Regions from separate parts of the Mus musculus genome. Here region 2 is linked to region 1. Evidence: chromatin contacts called from public Hi-C data. All regions are on one chromosome and are shown on one strand. The core of a region is the stretch at or near the end of the contact, and the rest is flanking DNA. Distances in the headings are between cores, read along the strand shown. Region 1 overlaps Gm31775 (a long non-coding RNA gene). Region 2 overlaps Zmiz1 (zinc finger, MIZ-type containing 1).

Region 1 (6,859 bases), core at 1,136-3,635:
TGGCTAACACATGTTTTTAATTGGCATATTTTCCACTCCTTCTCCAAGCTTAATATCAAATTCTTGGGGCTAAAAATATTTTTGAATTCAGACCCCTCCACCCAGCTTCTGGAGTGTTTGCATACATGTAATGAGACATCTTGGGGATTGGCATCAAATGTAAACATAAAAGTTGCTGTTTTGCATAGCCTCTATATGTAGCATTGGAGCAATTTCACTAAGTCTGTTAGTCTGCCTGTGTTTGTACTGAAGCCTGGCAAGAGAGGTCAGGTGTGTAACTTTCCACACATAGCCTTGTATCTCAGATTTTAGGATATGGGATCTGAGCTGGTACCCCATTTAGTTTACAGAGCTGTCAATCCAAATGAGCTCCGCCTCCAGCCTTCCTCCTGTGGCCTCCAGCCTTGCTCCTGGGGCCTCCAGCCTTGCTCCTGGGGCCTCCTTGCCTCCATTCCTGTTCTCCAAATGACTCCCATGAAGCAGTCAGGTGACACTTCAACCAACAATGCCATTAGATCACCCCAGAGAACAGAACCGAAGTATCCCATGGCTTCTGAGGTTCAATTAGGATTCCCAAATAGTGTCTGCAAAACCAGCAGAACATACCATTCCTTCACCACCACCCCCGCCCCCGCCCCCCAAACATACACATACACACATACAAAGGACTGGAAATCAATGCTGTGGCTCCTGACCTGCATAGTCTTAAAGAAAGAGAACAGGCTAGAATATCTCTCTCTCTCTCTCTCTCTCTCTCTCTCTCTCTCTCTCTCTCTCCCTCTCTCCCTCTCTCTCTCTCTCTCTCTCTCTCTCTCTCTCTCTCTCTCTGTAGGTGTGCTTGTGTGTGTTATGTATAGTCACACTTAATGTGGGAAGGGTGACTGTCTCATCAATCTTTTAAATTACTTACATGCAGGTAAAAAGAGTGTGTGCTTCATGGGAGACAATAAACACCGTTCTCATGAGGGTATCTCCGACAAAGTAGGAGTCCAGTGGTCTAGAAGTTCCTGCTCTGACTTTGTCTGACCTGTACCCTGAACACTCAGCCTCTGTCTATACTGGTCAGCTTGAGCCAGCCTTCAGAGAGGCTTTTGTCTGGGAAGGGCTTTCTCTTTCTCTTTTCCATCTCTGGCTAAGCATCACTTCAGCTGGAAGCCCTTCCTCCCCTCTCCCCTGTCCCTGACCCCCAGCACCAGGGCCATCCTCTTCAGCCTACTGCATTAGCACCAGGGCTATCCTCTTCAGCCTACTGCATTCTGTATATCCTGAGTGTTTCATATGCTTACCATGTCAACATCAGTGGCCTTCTCTACACTGTATGCTCCACAGAGGGTGTCACCCTGGGGGAGGACATCTGTTAGCCCAACAGGTGTCAGGACAGGTTCGTTTCCGCTTACTATTGCTCCTTAGGTCTACCTACCACCATGCCTAGAACACACATTGAGCAAACACGTGGGGAACATAAATTGTAAAGGGTAGATTACTGTGCTTTTTATAAATGAGAAAACTGAAGCTCAAGTGGGCCCTCAAGTGTGTGTCTGAGGCACCAGACAGGTGACCCATGGGAGCCTAGTTCTCTAGGAAGGTCTCTGGCTTTGTTTGCCCTTCTCAGTTTCCTGTTCATATCCCTTGAAGGTGTCTCTGGGACTCAGGCTGACGGATGCACCCTCCCCACCCCCTCCAGCTGTCTGAGCTGAGCCTGATGCACAGGGCTAGCTGGGAAGACACAACTCAGACAGTGACAGCGACAATATTAGGAGCGAAAGAGATCAATTAAGCCCATCGAGCTGATTTGTGAAGCTGATTAAATTAGGAGCCTCCCTGGGGGCGGCTTCCCTCTCAGGTTGACAGGCCAGCTGCTTGCTGCCGGGCTGGGGGTGCTCACCAGCCCCCCAGAGAGCACTGGGGCCACTTTACTCTGCTTGATGTATGGAGAGGGGATAAAGAGAAGCCACATTTAGACTGCTCAGGGAGCTTAGGACTTGGCCCTCCCCTTGAGCTTCACATGGGATCCCTTGGAGGACCTGGGGAAAGGAGGAAGGGGCCTAGCCTGGCTTACAATAAGATACTGGCCTTCTGAGAGGCATCGTAGCCTGTTTAGGGACCCCAGGTTTGGAGGTTCGGATGAGGGTGAAGTGGAAAGGGCGACTCAGGACTTTTGGCTTCTGCATTCCGTCCCCACTTGGGGCTTCCTGGTTGGTTTATTTCTCCAGTTTTTCCAGGCTCAAGGCTCTGGTTCTCCCTCCCCACCCCCACCCCCCACCCCCATTGACTGGATATAATCAGATTATCTCTCTAGTAACCTGACCCCTCTGCCTGGCCTCAGGTCTCCCTTTCAAGGACTGTCCCCAGGGCAGTTTGGCAAGAATATCCTTGTATTTCAGAATGTACCCCCCCTCCTGGCCCCTGGGTGGGGGGCTGGGAAGTGGGTTTGGACAAAGGTCCTGTGTGTGCATAGGGACAATGGATGGGGGAGGTTACAGAAATGAGGTCACAGGCTTCTCCAGAGCATGAAGACTGGGGAAGGGGGATGTTTTGAATGCAAGCTGAAGAAATTGACCATCGTCATCCTCCTACCCTTAGTGACAGCAGAAGTTGTGATACCCTGAAATATCGGGTAGCCATTGTGTGCTGTATTTCCAGATGGATGGCAGGTCCAGAGAGCCCTGGATGCCTGGAGAGGAGCACTCAAGGCATAGAATGATGGAGGGCTTCCTAGCAGAGGTGGCCTGAGGCTGGGAGACAAAGACTAAAGCCCATGAGGGGAACAGAGTATTTCAAGGAGCCTGAGGATCCCTTTAGTGAGTGGCCAGAGAGGAGGCTGGTGGGAGAGCATCTGGCCCACCCCAGAGCCTGGCTTCTCCTCAACCAACCTTCTTTCTCTGCACAAGTCATGCTAGAACACAATCAATTGAAAAAAATACCCACGTAAGCCAAAAGATGCTCAGGGCTGTGTGTCCCCAAGTGGTAGCAGCAGGATTTGCACCCAGGTCTTTGGGGGCTTTGGGAACCTCAGTTCTTTTCTGGGCTTACACCCAAACTTCAGCTGGGAGTGTGTGAAAGACCTTTGGAGACTCACAGGTCTCAAGAGGCAGGACAAGGTGAGGGTAAGAGTGTTGGAAAGTAAGATAGGCAGGAAGTCAGATGGGCAGATGGGCGGTGGGATTCACTCGGCCAACTGAATCTGCCTCCTTTCAGCTTACCTTCTTCCTCTCTAAACCAGGCATATGGAAGTATCCATATCCTGGAGCTATTGTGAGGATTAAATACAAATAGCTTACAATAGTGCCTGCTGCTGTGAATCTTAGCCATTGTGGTCCAGGATAGAGTCTGGAATGTAGTGGGCTCAGGTCTTGAGAGAGCACTCCACAGAAATAGCAAGACATATCATCCACGCCCTTCCCATGTTGGTGAATCTGCTCTTGAGTTGGCAGAACACTCCATGTTCTGCAGAAAGTGACTCATGCCCACCTCTGAATGGAAGAGTCCCTCAGCCTCCTCCTCCAACATACTCAGAAGCTGAGCTGCTTAGAGACTCTAAGGGAGCAAGTGAGCAGCAGGGTCCTACCAGGCTCCTGAGTGCTAGCTCAGGGTCTCTTGGCTCTGAAACAGGTACTTTCTTTCTTGCAGACAAACAAAAGCCTCATAGAGCAAGCAGTGTTTGGGCACTCTTATTTGCAATTGCTAATGAGAATCAGGGCTGTTCTCCCTCCAAAGCCTCAGTCTCTTTTTTAATGTTTCTAGAAACATGGGATGATCTTCCTGCCACGCTGATGAAATATTAGCCATTATTTCTCTGTTAGTTCCCACTGGGAGTCAGTTCCTGACAAGGGGCGCCCAGAGCTCCGGAAGCTGGAGAAAGCCTTGTGTGATTTGTGTGAACCTTGCTAACATCTCTGCTCTAAGCAGAGGGCTACACCCAACAGAAAATGGCTTCATCTTCTCTTTCCACACCTGGCTTGCTGCCCAGCTGAGCTTTCTCCACTCAGGGAAGTGAAACAAAGAGCCTCCACTGTGGTCTTAGCGCCTCACCCCTGCTGCACAGGTCACAGGTCTGAGGGTACTTTTTCCATGAGCAATGGCCACTTCTCTCCTGGAAGCCTACTTCTTAGCCTAATCTAAGGTTGTCATTTCCCTAGATTGTTCCATGGACATCTTAACTGGCCTCACCACTTCCACCCTCCGCTGTGGGCACAGAAGATATCTTTAGGATTCCTCTTTAAGGAGCATGTGTCCCTTTCCCTGTCTGTGGGTTCAAATCCAAGGTCAACTGATTCTGGAGCAAACATACTTGGAATAAACGTCAGATCTACTCTGGACATGGGTTGTCTTTTTTGTCCTCACTGTTTCTGGAAAAAACACAGTGTCGTAGCTCTTCCCACAGCACTGAGCACTGAGGCATCTGACTCTGTGTGCCAAGGAAGGTTTGACAGGCTATATGCGAACACTGCAGCACTTTAAACAGTTGCCTGAACTCTGCCAAGCTTTGTATCCAGTCGGGACCCAGAGAGGACCCAGAGCATCATGGATAACAAAAGAAAACAAGTACCACTTTGCAGTTTCTGTGAAACTGGGAATTAAATCTATGTTAGGCAAATGATCTACCACTGAGCTATATTCTCAGCTATTTTTAAGGTTCTTTGGTTTTTGTTCAGGGTCTCGTGTAGACTAGGGTCACTTCAAATTTACTATGGAAGAGAGGATGAGTCTGTAAACTTCTGATCCTCCTGCCTCTATTTCCTGAGAAATGGGATTACCAGAATACCACTACATCCAGTTTCATGTGGTACTGGAGACAGAACCTACGGATCCCTGTACGCTAGATATCATAGTTAAGGTTTCTCTTGCTGCAACAAAGCAACATGGCCAAAAGTCAAGTTGGAGAGAAAAGGATTGATTTGGCTGGCACTTCCACATTGCTGTGCATCACTGAAGGAACTGAAATGGCATGATCTGGAGGCAGAGGCTGATGCAGAGGCCATGAAGAAATGCTGCCTACTGGCTTGCTTCCCAAGGTTTGCCCAACCTGCTTTCTTATAAAACTCAGGGCTACCCCCCTCAATCGGTCACTAATTGAGAAAATGCCTTATAGCTGCATCTTATGGAGACATTTCCTCAACGGAGGCTCCTTCCTCTTTGATGGCTCTAACTTATGTCAAGTTGACACACAAAACCAGCCAGTACACTGGGCAAGCACTCATTCAAGTCACATCCCCAGCCCAAGATGTTCCTTTTGAAATTTAAAATACAGAGCTACTGAGGTGGCTCAGGGAGGTATAGATGCCTGTCATCGAGGCGGATAACCTGAGTTTGATCCTCAGAACCCATGTGATGCAGTGACACAGCCAATTTGACAAGTCCTCTGACCTCCACATACATGTCATGGAGTGTGACCCCCCCCCCAACTTTTCTTCTCACAGTCCTTACTTCTCACGAGAATGACTGTTCCTCAGAATTCTTTCATGACCACCCCTGTCTCTCCATGAACCCCAGAAGATAAGTTGGACTCTCAGGCCACTTGAGACTTCTCCACAGCAGCATGCACGCTTGTAATCACTGGCTCATCTGTTGGCCGTGGTTTGTGTTCTGACCTGCAGGGTAGTGAGAATGGGCTTTGCTTTCCCCAGCCTCCTGGGTGCTTAGCATAGCTGGGGTGCTCAGCATATGCCTGGATGATGACTCGGGACCAAACAGGAAGGGAGGCACCCAAGGAAGGGACCTTTGAGAAGCCACTCCTGTGAGTATATCCTTACAACAACCTTGTGAATAGGAATAGCATATCTCCAAGTCATTCCAGAGCTTGAAGCGTCCAGGTGGTAGCTCACATCGAGTAGAGACTCTCCATCAACTGTCCCCCTTCCTGCCTCCCTGCCATGCATTCTCCTTGTTGCAATAGGTAGCTGGAAAGTTGTTGGGGGCTGCAGTTTTTCTTTCGCTGGTGTTTCTTTGGAGTTCATATCTGGACTCTTGTGTTGGCTAGTTTTTATGTCAAATTGATACAAACTGGAGTCATCTGGGAAGAAGAAATCTTAACCTAGAAAATACCTCTATATTATAGATCCTATACAGTCTATAAGATCAGCCTATAGGCAAGACTGTAAGCCATTTCCATGACCGATAAGGTATAGGAAAGCAGGCTGAGCAAGCCATGTTGAGCAAGCCAGTAAATAGCATTCATCCATGGCCTCTTGCCTCCAGGTTCCTGCCTGGAGTTCCTGCCCCAACTCCCCGCAGTAATAGGGAGTCCTGGGAGTCCTTTCTCCTCAGCTTGCTTTGGTTTTTCTTACCACCAGAACAGAAACCCTAAGACAGCTCCTCTCATGAAGCAAAATGAATCATGTGACCAGAAAGATTTGTATGGATTTATTCTGTTCTGTTCCGGCATAATCAACATGTAGACTGTGCACTTTATAAAGAACAGAAGGTTATTTCACTCATGGGCATGCTGAGGACAGGAGGCAGGCTTCTGATCTACATCTGGCCAGAGCTTCCTGATGTATCCAAACATGGTAGAGGGCATCACATGGCCAGACAGAACCTGTTGCTAGCTAGAGTATCTCTCTCCCCTTCCTAGGATCACACTAATGCCATCGTGGGGGCCCTTCCTTGGTGACCTGGCTAGTTCTTATTATCTCCCAAAGACCCCATCTCCCACCAGCACACAGGACTTAGTTCTACATATGCACTTTGGGGAGGCATATTTAAACCATTCCAATATAGCAATAGTGTGGGCTGGCAGAGGAAGGACTCAGGGCTCTTCTCCCCCCACCATGATTCCTTTTTTTTTTTTTTTTTTTTTTTTTTTTTTTTTTTTAATTGCTAACAAGCCTCTCCCAGAGACCAGATAAGCTGTATGAAA
Region 2 (7,653 bases), core at 308-2,807, 750 kb after region 1:
CTCTGGTGGCTTCTAGCCAGGGTTTTCATCTTGCCTGCTGCTTCTGAGACCTTGGTCTCCTCCTCTGTTCCGTAGGAGATGGTGGGCCTGAGAGACATCTGAGAGCCTCCTGCAGAGTGCTCCTTGGGAAGTGCTCAGAGCAATCATGGTATACTGTGGGACATGGATAGATCCCTGGGCCACCCACTTCCTGATATGCTATCTGTGGGAGGGGACCCCCCCCCAGTGCTACCAGACACCCTCAGTTCATCAACCCTTGGGTGGTCCTGGAGGCCTTAGGGGAAAATGGGAGGCGAGGGAAGAACAAAGGCATGGCTGGAATGGCCAAAGACACCTGTCACTACCTCCTCCTCCTCTTCCTCTTCCTCCTCCCCTTCCTCCTCCCCTCCCTCCTCCTCCTCTTCCTCCTCCCCTTCTTCCTCCTCTTCTTCCTCCTGTTCCTCCTCCATCAGCCACCAGCTAGCCTGTTCCACCATCATTTGACTTCATGACCCCAGGCTTCCAGCAATTCTCCCTGCCCTCCAAAGGACTAGCTGCAGACCTCTCAGGAGCTCACTGTTCTTACAGGCTGGCCCCTGTGGCCACTCCTCTCCAGCCACTTCTTCTCTCTGATGTGGGATAGAACCTGGCAGCATGCTGGGTGACGTTGAGCAGCCCCTTCCACCACCCCACTACCAGCCCTGTCCATGTCTAAGGTCTCTCCCGCTCCAAACCCTATCTATCTATCTGCCCTGGCAAGCGGAGGCAGCATCCATTTCTGCCTATGCAGAAGACCCAGTATGGTGAGGCAGAGCAGGGGGCCTGTTCACTCGCTGAGGCGTTGGTGCCAGGTGGGATGAATCAGTGATGTCGTTCATGGATGAATGCATACATGAATGGGTATACTTAGCATCTGCCCTTGGTTGCTGCTGCTGCTGCTGCTGCTGCTGCTGCTGCTGCTGCTTTTGGAGTCTCTCCAGCTTCTCGGTGCGGTGGCCGAGAGGACTGGTCAGGGCACAGTGCCAGCCTGTCTGGGTTCCTATCCTGGCGGTGACCTTGAGCTGTTTTCTTCGTGTCCCTCTATGTTTCCTCATCTTTTAAAATGGGTACAGCGTGTACTTCCCAGGATGTCATGAGACTAAATGAGTCAGTTGACATAAAGTACTTAGAATGGTACAGCTAATGGCCCTAAGTTAGTCGGTATTAACAGTTTCGTTACCATGATGATGATTGGCAAAGTTAGGGAGAAGCTGGCTGGAGACTTGGAGTTCCTGGGAGCTGTGGAGTGTTACAGGTAGAGAGGTGTCACAAGTTGTAATTGGGAGCTTCTCGCTATAAGTATTTCTGGTCAGTCATTTAAAGAAGCCTCACCAGAAATGGGATTTGGATCCCTGAGGATCCAGGAGTTTGTTCTGATTTTTCTAACTCTAAATAGGCATTTACAATTTTACATATTTTTTCAAGAGGGCCTCCAAAATGCCATAAACTTCAGCTGTCATAGACCTGAACTACAGTTTGCCACTGTGCCTGTTTCTGTGTCCCCCTTCACTGGTCCCAGTAGGAGGCACTGTCCCTCTTATTCTTGACCATGTGGTGTGCCCCAGGCTGAGCATGGCCTGAAGGATTGATTCCAGGCAGCCCACAGGGGGAAGGGGCCCTCAGAACACCTCCTGCCGGGGATGCGAATCACACCAAGGCCTGGCGCTAGGCCGAGTTGCTGCTGCTTTGCTAAGCTGAGGGCCACTGCAAGCAGGCTGAGACCTCGGTACTCTCTCTCCCTCCTCCCCTGTGTATGCTCTGGTGCGGGCACTGGAAGGCAGTTAGGCTATGGGAAGCAGGTTGCTGAGTTGTTGGGTTGTCGTTGGAGTAGCTGGCTGTGTGCCCAGTTTGGTGTCAGGGACCCTGTGTCCTGTGTCAGGTCATTGGCCTTGCTCAAAAGGATCTCCCTAGTCACCAAGACCACAGGATTCTCACTTGAAGGCTAAGGAGAAGATGGTGTCAGCCCCCTTATCAGTAATCTCAGAGTGAGGTATAAAGAGAACTCATAGCTCGAGAGGGCAGGACAGATAGAACTGGCTTCCAGAGGCTAGGCCGTTAGCTGGGGAAGACCCCTGGGTAGGCACTATGGACACTTGCTGCCTCCACTGGCATCAGGGCCTCTAGACCCTGCTCTGAGAGGGCCATTTATAACTCACAGCTGTGCGGTCCTGAGCCCAACTGACTGTGGTAAACCGATCTGGCTTCAGGAAGTCCCAACCCAAGGCCACTCCCAACCCGGCCCCATGCTCTCCTCACCTCCTGACACCCACATCCTGTTCTCAGCAGGAAGGCAGGCAGTGGGGCCCAGCCAGGGTCTCCAGCTGCAAAGCCCCAGATGGCCCTAGAACTGTGAGGCCCTAGAACCAACACCATCGAGGCCTATCCCAAAGACAAATATATAGGGAGACCAAGGTCAAAAGAAGGCTGGGGCCTGTGCTAGAGTCCACAGAATCAAGGCTCAGGAATGAGGTTGTAGCATCAGGGGTATGCTTGGAGCTCCTGGTATGATCCAAAGAGAGATTGATGCTTCTAGCCCCTGCCAACGATCACCAGAGGAGGCTGATGGAAGAAAGAGGAGGGCTTCAGGGAATCCTGGGAAAGGACACCATCTTGGATCCCAGACTTCAGCATTGCCATCTTCATCCAGTCGCCTCATTCTCTAGAGGTTCTTTACCAAGCCCAGAGATTGTGTAGGGCTAGGCATGGGCTGGAGAGAGGCTGCTGCTGAACGCTCCCAGCACCCGAGACCTAGGCTTTGTCATATGCTCAGGGCAGGCACTAACCTCTCTGCTTTGTTTTCTCTGCAAACACTCTTCTGCCAAAACTTCACTGTAGTGAGTTTGTAGAAATTTGGCCCAAGAAACTTAAGACATTTGTGACTAGATTCTAAAATCAGAACCCGAAAGAACATAAATTTTGTTTTATTTATTTATGCTGTGTATTTATTAAAGAATAAGAGAAATGCATTAGAAATACCTAACTATCTGTGGCTCTCCTCTGCTACACACTGAGTCTGGAGGATGGGGAGGTGGAGACAGGTAGACAGGTAGCCCTGAGGCTCAGCAGCTGGCCAGTCAAGCAGAACTGGTGAGCTCCAGGTTCAGTGAAAGACCCTGTCTCAAAAGACCAATGTGGAAAACCAGGTGTAGTGGCAGACACCTTTAATCCCACCACTAGGGAGGCAGAAGCGGGCAGATCTCCGTGAATTCAAGGCTAGCCTGGTCTTCAGAGTGAGTTCCAGGCAAGTCAGAGCTGGTAAGACATAGTAAGACACCATGTCTCAAAAACAAACACATACACACACACATACACACACAAAGAATATGGAGAGTGAATACAGAAGACACTCAACACTGACCTTATGTGCACACAAACGCATACAAAAATTAAATAAGTAAGGCTCCATGGTTAAGAGCATATACTACTCTTCCCGAGGACCTAACTTTGCTTTCCAGCACTCACACTGCCTGTAATACTAGGGGGATCCAATGACTCTGGCCTCCAGCTTCCCGTGGGCACATGGAGGTGCCCTCACATGCACATGGCCACCCACACAGGTGGCTTCTGGAAGAGCAGCTCCAGCATGTCCCAGGAGGGCCCAGCATGCAGACTCTGGATCGCCAGAGTCAGCTCTACTCCCTTGAGGTTGATCCTCAGGGCTGTGCAGTGTCTCACTGGACCAGCAGGTGAGGAGGGCTGGGTGTGGTGCAATGTCTGACTGGGGGTTGGTTCTGTGGCAGGTGCTTTTGACATGGGGGATAAATAATGGGAATACAACTAACTGGTTGTCCCGTGACGGTGATTTTATGCTTTTGAGGAGACAAGGATAGCGAGTGACCCTGAGAATACTGTGTGTCAGGTAATGGTAGTATTTTATTCATTTAGTTGTTTGTTTGTTTATTTGTTTGTTTACAACTGAGGACATTTATAGGTCTCAACAAGCATGTGGATTGAACTCAGCTTGTTGCTCACCTGCTTGAGGCTGGGATTTAAGAAGCAGGCAGGAAGCCGGACATGGTGGCATAAGCCTTTGATCCCAGCACTTGGAGGCAAAGGCAGGCGGATTTCTGAGTTTGAGGCCAGCCTGGTCTACAAAGTGAGTCCAGGGCAGCCAGGGCTATACAGAGAAACCCTGTTTTAAAAAAAAAAAAAAAAAAAAAAGATGCAGGCAGGAAAGAGACGTGTCATGCCATGTGGGGCAGGGGGCTCTGATGGCTCATTAAGGGTGGCCTCTTGTGAGTTTGGAACTAGGGCGGTGGGGGAGGGAGGAGGGTCTCAATTGGAGATAGGGGATAAAGAGAGGTGGTGGTCCAGGTCCTAGGAACCTTGTTGCCAGGTCCTAGGAAGAGATGAGCTGCTTCCCAATTTAAATGTTGCTGAAACGTTGCATCGGGCTTGCTGTGGACTCGGATGGAGGACCCTGTGGATCAAGGATGGTCAGGGCAGACTGGTGGATTTGGGACAGAGCCAGAGAAGGGAGGTTGACATTTTCCCAGCCCCTGGACTACTGGGGAGTTCAGAGTTGGTACCCAAGCAGGCACTTTACTCTGGATGGGTGGAGGCACTGCACCTTTGAGCCTCAGAGGGCGGAGCCAGGAAGCAGCTAGACCTGAGTCTGGAAAGGGGCGCCGTGACAGGCCCTGCTGGGGAGACACATTTGGGAATTGTTTATAACTGGTGTTGCAAGCGATGCAGCCAATGAGGTCACCCTGAGAGAGCTTGTGGAGAGTGTGGAGGCCAGGAGTCTGAGTCACAGCCATCTGGCCCTGGGGAGGAGGACAGATGGGGAAGGGACAGGAATGGATGTCATGTCAGGAGGGGGCAGCTAGGGAGACAGAGGAGAGCAGAGCCAGTTCTAAGTGGTCAGAGGGATGTGAATGGGAGAGCAGGGAAGGGCACCTGGATACAGAGGGAACAGAGGGAGCAAACACAAAGGCTCGGAGGCCTTAACAGGGGAGCGGTATTCAGAGCCGGCTGTTAGAGAGGGAGAAGAGCCTGGAGACTTCCTTCCGCTCTACAGGTGGAGAGGACCTTAGGGCTCCCACTGGGCTGCCAGTGAGCCTATGTCCTGGACCTCTGTACATCTGCCGAGGCCCCACCAGGCCTTCAGGCTTGCCTACTTCTCACTCCTTGAAAAGTCCTGTTGGACCATTCTGAGCTCCTGCCCATCTAGGGCTCTTGAGCTCAATGTTATGCCCCTCCCCGTAGCACATGTCCAAGTCACGGGGCTCAAGGAGGCAATGCAAGGGAAAGACCCCTATCTTATCCCTGAGCAAGAGCTGATCTCTGCTTTAAAAGAGAGCCACTCTTCCGGGCTGCCGAAGGGTTAGAAAGCCAGCCCAGTAGTCACGGCACTCTGCCTTGGCAGGGAACTGTGTTCTATCCCGTGATTGTTTTCTTTTCTTACCTGGGCTCTTTCTCAGTATGTCTCCTCTGGGCCAGAGCAAGGCTAGTGAGCTACAAAAAGAGTACTTGTTGCTGCCGAGGATGGGGGAGGGAGAGGTGTTCCTCTCTTGCTACCCTGGCAGGACTTTGGAAGCTGCGACTGCCCCATGTTGGCAGTGTGCTGGACCCAGAATCCCTGAGTCATCATCTCCTACCTCTCTAATGACCCTGCAGGCCCTTCATGTGCCCTACGGCAGATGGGCAGAGGAACAACAGTGGGTGCCCATGCCACCCCCTCCCCGGTGCTTTTGGAAGTAGGGTTGAGGCTGGGTGGCTGGTGGGGTGTGGCAGAACAATATGGAACTCCTTAGAGAGAAGCCCTGCCCTGCCTGTAGCCTTAGCCTAGGTACAGGCTCAGCAGGACAGAGCTTTGGACATGAGACACAGGAGACACAGGAGCAAGGCCAGCCCTCAGTTAGAGCAGGCACTGGCAGGGGTGGCAAGCGGTTGGCTTCTGACATTTCTCAGTGTGAGAAGTGTATAGAACGCAGGTGAGGACTTGCTGACCCCATCTCTCTTGGGACAAAGGAAGAGGAGGTGCCCTGTGAATCGCATTAGGATTAGGGAAGCCAGCCAAGGCTGCTTTGATGCTATGGGGCTCTCTGTCGCCTCTGTGGCAGGATACTGTGGGTAATCTAATTAACGTGCCCTGCGGATGCCCACGTAATCCCAAGCCTTCAGACTCACTTTCTTTAAGCCTCCCTCCACCTGTCTCTGTCTTAATCCTCTCCTGCCTCGGTGATCTCTGGCAGGGCTGGACTTATCGCCATTAAACAGATTGGTAAGCCAGGGCTGGAGAGGACAAAGTGTGTAGGATGCTGAAGCTAATTTATTGGGGGGGGGGTGTTGAAGGGCTTTAGCCCTAAGCCATCTGAACCCAAAGTCTAGAATAAAACAAGCCCTTCCATCTTCCAAATTCTTCTAGAATATCCAGGCATAAACCACCTTTCGGCATTCTCACTGTGGAGTTGAGGAAGTGGAGGGAGGGCCAGAGAAAGCAAGACACTTGCCCAGAACCACACAGCAATCCATCAAGTCTAGCCTCAGAATGCCATCTGGTACCCTGCTCCCCCAAGGGAAGGCACAGTCCACTGTGGACTCTGTCCCCGCACCTGCTGGCTGCATCAAACTCTCCAGCAATCCTGCCCTCTTTGAAGACGCCTTTCTCTGAACCCCAGAGCTTTCCAGTGCCCATTGTTTAAATATAGATTACTAATGGAATGCCTTTTCTTCGCCTTCCCACTGAATAGTTGTGTAAAGTTAATTTGCAGTGTTATGTAAATTCTGTTTAACTTCAATCAAGTTTCTAATTATGTTTTTACCGCAGTAATTCCCATTTGATTTGTCATCTCCTGTTAGGTATTTAACGTTCGGTGGGCAGGCTTGCTTTCTACCGTGTCTCCATCTTCCTGCCCCCACCCCAGCCCCTGCCTCGCCCTGCGCCACCCCACCTGCTCTCCTCCTGTCCATCTTCTCCCTTTTCCCCTCCTCAGTCACCGTTTCCTTTTCTCTCTCTCATTTTTGAGTCATCGTCTTCCCTCCTTCTTCCTTCCACCAGCTCTTACTTCTTGCTCTCTGCATCCATCCCGGGTGCTCTACCCACCCAGCTTTGCTCTGTTGCCTCCTGAATTGTCCAACTTCTTTCTAATCCAGTGAGTGTTTCTCCTACAATACTCTCTGTGTCCCCCACTCCTTCTCTTTGTACCCTTATGTCATTACAAGGCCTGTGTAGGAACTGCTTCCTAGAGTCCCTAACGCTGAGGAGAAATGAAGTTCCTAGGCGTCGATCCAGAAGCCAGGGTCTGGCTTTGAAAATGTGCTCAGGAACTTAGTAGGTAAGGGACCTGAACCAACACTAGGGTGAGCCATAGCTCCCAGGGTTGTGGGGTGGGACATGGGTGAAAACCATGGCTCTGACGTTGATTGACACCCTCATTAGTGTTGTTTCTGTGACCACACCCCACCCCACCCCTGTCTGTGAAGCAGAATGACAGGAGTCCTTGTACTCAGGCACTGTGAGGGTAGATGAAGAGCTTCCCGGGGCCAGATGGAGATGGCTTTTATCTAGGAGCCCTCAGCCACGCCTCTCACTCTTCTCTGGATCTTCAGAGTTGCTTTTATAGGCAGCTTCTAAGCTGATGGGGCCTGATAGCCAGGCCAGGCCTGAGCCAGGGCAGGCGGAAGCTAGCT

Evidence for each region. A called contact is a pair of places that touch in the nucleus more often than the background predicts.
Region 2: a Hi-C map of the N1E-115 cell line shows a contact between it and region 1, with 2.5 times the contacts expected there. The contact joins two enhancer-like sites. A contact is called at or near these places in 2 of 484 Hi-C or Micro-C datasets (the N1E-115 cell line and embryonic retina) and 9 of 115 datasets of contacts at active chromatin or transcription factors (T-cell acute lymphoblastic leukemia, VIP interneurons, acute myeloid leukemia and 6 more).

What each region holds. Positions count from the first base shown.
Region 1 is chr14:24,768,391-24,775,249 of GRCm38.p6, forward strand. It overlaps Gm31775 (a long non-coding RNA gene), which reads left to right. Exons shown (of 3, transcript XR_874414.2): 3 at 4,140-4,319. Among named protein-coding and RNA genes, the nearest start is that of Gm31838, 9.3 kb to the right of the region's middle. Within about 2 kb of position 2,386, at least 47 of the 459 cell types and tissues checked have an H3K27ac peak or open chromatin away from gene starts, as enhancers often do. A contact at or near this core is called in the N1E-115 cell line, where this site is marked.
Region 2 is chr14:25,515,159-25,522,811 of GRCm38.p6, forward strand. The region is part of intron 2 of Zmiz1 (zinc finger, MIZ-type containing 1); the gene reads left to right. Among named protein-coding and RNA genes, the nearest start is that of Mir3075, 15 kb to the right of the region's middle. Within about 2 kb of position 1,558, at least 189 of the 459 cell types and tissues checked have an H3K27ac peak or open chromatin away from gene starts, as enhancers often do. A contact at or near this core is called in the N1E-115 cell line, where this site is marked.